Regions from separate parts of the Arachis hypogaea genome. Here region 1 is linked to region 2. A link is a contact called in public Hi-C data. All regions are on one chromosome and are shown on one strand. The core of a region is the stretch at or near the end of the contact, and the rest is flanking DNA. Distances in the headings are between cores, read along the strand shown. Region 1 holds the start of LOC112697113 (cytokinin dehydrogenase 2). Region 2 has its middle 9.5 kb from the start of LOC112697094.

The links. Hi-C and Micro-C count contacts between places; a contact is called where the count stands out from the background.
Region 1: a Hi-C map of leaf shows a contact between it and region 2, with 2.1 times the contacts expected there. The contact joins the promoter of LOC112697113 here to the enhancer-like site in region 2. A contact is called at or near these places in 3 of 8 Hi-C or Micro-C datasets (leaf and an unstated tissue).

Annotation. Positions count from the first base shown.
Region 1 is chr1:94,990,193-94,993,167 of arahy.Tifrunner.gnm2.J5K5, forward strand. LOC112697113 (cytokinin dehydrogenase 2) reads right to left here and starts at 1,616. Exons shown (of 5, transcript XM_025750134.3): 1 at 826-1,616. The coding sequence starts at 1,468.
Region 2 is chr1:94,887,734-94,890,725 of arahy.Tifrunner.gnm2.J5K5, forward strand. No RefSeq gene overlaps it. Among protein-coding and RNA genes, the nearest start is that of LOC112697094, 9.5 kb to the left of the region's middle. Within about 2 kb of position 1,503, at least 3 of the 3 cell types and tissues checked have open chromatin away from gene starts, as enhancers often do.

The DNA of each region.
Region 1 (2,975 bases), core at 366-2,865, 100 kb after region 2:
AAATTAAAATAAATTAAAAATATATTTTATTTTATTTTTTATAAAAAAATAAAATAACAAATAAATTCCTGAAAATTTATATTTTAATATTATTTTTTGAAAAAATAAAAATATCAATAATGTCTTTTACGATAAAAAGTGAATAAATTAGTTCAAATTAAAAATTTATACTATAATCATAAGAGTTAATTTAGAGATAACATATCATATCTGCTATCATAACAAATTTTATTGGTATATTTTTTTAAGAATTAATTCGAAGTGTAAATTTAGAGATATTTTTTATTATTTTATTCTACAAAAAATTTAAAAAAATATAATTATAAAAAATTAATAAAAAATTACCTCTTTTAATATTTTTGTATTTTTTATAAAAAATCTAAAATATATTAATTTAATACCACTAAATACAATATTTTTAGGTAGAAATTCAAATACAGCCCACTTCACGTGAAGTTGATAATTGAGAGCAGTTAAATAATTTTACTGATTAACTACATTTTTATTTAACGGAGCTCTCAGCTATCAACTTCACGTGAAGTGGACTGTGCCTAAATTTTCACTATATTTTTATGTACAATGTTATGTCTCTGTATATTTTTACGGAAAAATTTAGGGGCTAGCAGTTTTATTGAATTTTAGCCAGCATGTAATCAGCAGAGAAAGATGAGTCATTGGATAAAATCTCACACCAATCTCACACCATCAAATCATCATTGATGGCTAATTGATAGCTAACAATCACAAAAATTGCTGGCCCTATCATTGCTCTATTTTTACCAGTGTCTCATAAACAAAGGCATAGGGAATAATAGGAATGCATACCAGTAATAACATCGAGTTCATAAACATTAGAGATCTGAGGGCCGTATTTGAATACTTGGCCACCAACTCCGGCATTGACGAGGGTTCCGGCAACCGAAGTGCCCAAACTATCAGTAAACGAGAGTGGTGTGAGTCCATATTCCAGTGCGGCATGCAACACATCGTTCCACACCTGCTCCCCGCCCACGTCAGCATAAGAATTCCATGGATCCTTCTCATCGCGAAATATAACAACCCCCTTCCCGTGTCTGTAACCGTTTAGATGCGTCATGTTCACCACTATCCCCTCACGCGCCATCGCTTGTCCGTACACCGAGTGTGCTTGCCCTCTAGCTGCTATTGGGATAGGGGTAGGAAGGGAATTTGACAGCTTTATCAGTTCTGTTATGTCGTGCGTGGAAGTTGGTTCAAGAACCGCTAACGGCTTTTCGTTAATCACAAAACCGTAATCGGTTGAGGCAAGTGTAAGGGTAGTATTGTCACAAGCAAATTTATTGGATAGTGTGATGGGTGTGGGTGCATGAAATAATATTGGACATAGATCTGTGGATATTTCTGCATTTGTGAGCATACTAGTAGTTTCTAGACATAATAAAAGAACCAACATAAAACCATTTTTATCAAGTATAGAAAACCTTGCCATTTTTGTGTGCTATTTTTACTTAATACATATGCTTTGAGTAATGTATATAAGTGTGTAAGAGCACTAACTCTGATTTCTGTGGATTATTGGGTACATAGGTTGTGTGCTATTTATACACTGAGCTAGCTACTCCGTGGCGAGGAAGTATAAGAAATCAGGGTACATAACGTTATTTTTATATTATTTAACTGAGTGTCTATTTTGGACCCGTTTTTCAAATTTAAGTGAATAAAAAAGACAGTGGTTGTTAAGAAACTTGTAATGATATGCCCGCTGTTTTTTTTGTTTAGAAGTATAAACCGGCGGCTGATTTGGACTATCTTTTAATGAAAAGTAAATCTAAATATATAAATGGAATAACATTTAATTAGACTAGTTTAACTTTAGTTTTAATTTGTTTTCCTCAACATATCTGAAACAAATCAATTTGATCGAATATCAAATTGGTTTGATTCGAGGGGCTAAAATATTCAATTTTTTATTTATTAGAGATATAATAATTTACATTGTCTTTTTTCTCTTATTTTAAGTTTTTAAGAAAAATAATTTTATGACATAACCTCAAAGTTTTATGTCCAAAAAATTAAAAAATACAATTATTTATATTGTTTTTTTTATGAACTTAAATTTTTAGGATACAATAATTTTATGACATTGTTTTAGTGAATACATTAACTTTTAATATTTTTTATTCATTATAACATAATAAAACTTTTGTTAATATTATTTTTTTAAACAATATCCAAAAGAATCAGTCATTAATATATAAAATATATATTAAAATATAAAGTATACATTAAAAATAAATTAAATAATTTATATTTATATATAAATATATAATAATTAATTTAGTAATTAAATTTTAGTGTGTACATAATATTTTTATTTTTTAAATTTAAAGATGACCAAGTATATCAATAAACATAATATTTTATAATGATAAGTTATGGAGTGATAATTTTTTTAATTCTCATAATGAATACTTATAGAAAAATGTTCCATTAAAATACTAAGAAAATTCATTTTGTTGTAGTAAGCTAAAAGAATATAGCTGCAAGGATATAATAGAAACAACAAACAATAATTGTATTCTTGTTATTCTGTCATTTGCATGATGCAACCATGCATACTTGGCCGACTTGGAATTTTTCTTCACCTGTTATTTTGCATTTTCTTTTGTTGGCCACCGCCAAGAGTTTTCGCCTATTAAAAAATTTCAAAAAAAATTGAAGTGAAAAGAAATTTTTGAATATTCAATTAATAAATCCATCGTCTTATAAATTTTTTGCTGCTTCTTATTTTCTAGAACTAATTTTTCATACTCTGTCGTTCTTGACATCTTTCATCATATCCATCATATATATATATATATATATATATATATATATATATATATATATATATATATATAATTATGTATTGATTAGTTGTTATTATATTATATTATATTATATTTTCTCTTGAATGGCAATAACTTGTCCAGAGTTCGGATATATATCTACTTCAT
Region 2 (2,992 bases), core at 253-2,752:
GACTGAAAGTGAGGAATCGTTTCCATAAAGATATAAATACACAAGCACGAAATTAATTAAAATGATGGATAATATAAGAGCAACTCCAATAAATTTTTTTGGAGTATCATTTTTTGTATTGTTAAAAAGTAAACTAATTTAAAATTAAAATTTGTATTGAAATTGATAAATAAAATAAAACCAGTGATATTTTATAAATATAGTATCATCTTGATATAAAACTAATAACATTATTAAAAATAATATAAAATTTTAATTAAATTAATATAAAAAATTAGAATATTAAATATCACTTTTAGTTTAAGGTCATTATTTATTTATGATATATAGTCTTAACATTACAAATAAATTATTTTATGAGATTTAAAATGAAATTAAACTTAAAATTAGTATTAGAGACGTTATAATGTTGCCGTGCATTAAGTTCTAGCTTTCGTATTTTGTTTTGCTTGTTCATTTTATGATGATTATTTATATGTTAATGCAATAAAGAACCTAGCTATATATATATATATATATATATATATATATATATATATATATATATATATATATATATATATATATATATATATAGCTCTCTTAATTCCTTTCCCGTGTGTGGACGTTAACTACTTTTAATTAATAAAAATATTATTTATATACTAAAATTAACTATTAATATATTTGTATATAAATATATGCATAGTTTAATTTATTTTTAATATATATATTAGTAATTAATTTTAGTGACTGATTTTAATATATACATAACATAGTCGTTTAATCAAATACGATAAACTTAATTACACGTAACACATGATATGATCTAATTTTCATGAGAAAGAAAATGGTGGATCTATGTATGTAGCTTGAGCGGTTTGGACCATGCTATAGGTATATAAAGTCACTTTCAAACAAATCGATTATTCAAAGATTCTTTGCTGGTTTCTTCTAAAATGAGAGAGCCTACTACATACCCTTGACATGTATTAATTAAATTCAAGCTAGTAAAGTGCTGGTCCCTTGTTATTTATTTTCATGCGTGATGATTTTGTATGTACATACAGCCAAACTTAATTAAAACATTCACCATCTTCTTCCCTACATTGTTGAACTTATAACAAAACATTACAGCTTGCCTATAGTGAAACTCAATCCATGCAGATTGTCGATCAGATATGTGATTCTCTACATAGAAAATAGATCCTTTCAATTTTTCTTTTTTTATCTCACTTCGTCCTATAGTGAGATAAAAAAAAATATGTGAGAAAAGATATACTGTATAATAAATTACACTTAATATCATCAATTAAGAGATAAATATTGAGACGATTTATTTTTCGTATTGTTTCTCATTTTCATAATTTTCTATATAGTGAAAGTGGATAGTAATAAGTGACATTAGGACTTAGGAGTCTTTTTTTTCTTAATTGGATTTTTTTTTTGGTTAATAATGGAGTGGATCTAGTGGGATTAATTTAAGAGTGGCTCCGAATGGATTTCTTTAATTTTTGTTATGGCCTTTTTCATGGTCAACCAATTGGTTTATATATATTTGGGTATATGCATATCAAGTATCCAGCCACGGGTGGATCCAGAAATCAACTAAGCGAGCCCAAATTTTTAAGTACAATACTTGTAAAACATGGGCTTATAAAAAACTAATTACTAAAATAAGGTCCAAAAAGAGTTTTCTAAAGAAAAAAACTCATAAACTCCTCGTTCGTTCGCTTAAGTAAGTGTGGAGTGTTTAAACCTGTCTTATACACACAACAGTCCATTGACCAGCGCAGACCCTTAAATAAAGCTCATATCTATAATGGATTAGTCATTAACCTGTCGAACTAAAAAATACTGCAGATAACCCAAAAAATTAACTCATAAATATTGTGTGCTATTAAATTTTATTTAACAAATATAATACATGTATATTAAAAATTAATTATTAAATTAAATATATTAAAATATAAGTATTGAATTTAAAAAAATAATAAATTAATTGATAATAATTAAACATTATTATTGGGTTAAAATCTAATTATGTATGTGTGTGATTAGGTTTGGTTTTTTTTTTTTTGGATGCGTGCGATTAGGTTTGTTTATTGTACAAAAATTTACAGAAACCAAACAGCCTCAATAACAAGCAAACAAACTCCAATAATGAGCCAAATTCATGTTCATATCATGCAACTCATTCATAGCCCATGAAAATAGTTACCATCAAGGAAAGGAAGATTTACTTTCATCTGAACCAAAACATAAAGTAACCAAACTAGTTCTATATATATATTTTTTTGTCTCTCTCTTCTCTTTTAGCCACGTGAAATATTTCAAAAAGTAAAGCAAAGAAAGAAAAATTTTATTAGGGTTCAAATCAAAAATAAAAAAATAGGTTACCAAAATCAAATAAAAAAAAAGTCAAATAAGTTAGAGCTCTAAGCAAAGATCAAATCTAAAAGCTATATTAGAGAAATATTTTTTTTTTATACTTTATTGAAGATTGTTAAAGAAGCTTTTTCTTTGCATGTACTAAACTAGTAAATTAAAAATTATAGAATTCTGCTAAAAATCAAGAATCAAGAAAGAAACTTAGAGCCAAAGTACAAATGAATAGTTCTGATTATTGAAGAAACTAAAAAGGATGAAAGAGAAGATGGTGGATATGAATGCATGTAAAGTTCAATCAATGCTACTGCTCTATCTCTTTTCTGCATCGTTGTTGCTACTGATATTTGGGAAAGAAGAATTCAAAGTTGCTGAAGCCAAGTTTTAAGTTTTAAAAACTTTACTCTTCTATTAAATGGTAAACAGCTAGAGATTAATCCAAGAAGTGAGAGTACAAAGTTTGAATTTTCACAGCTTATAAAACTATACCTTCTTCTCTTTTATGGTTCTCTATTGAATATTCAACTTTCTTAATTTTATCTTTCTTTATTTTGATAAAAAAAAAGGCATTAAATATGAGGAATTGAGAAAAAATCATTGAGAGAAAAGACAAAGAGAGTTAGAC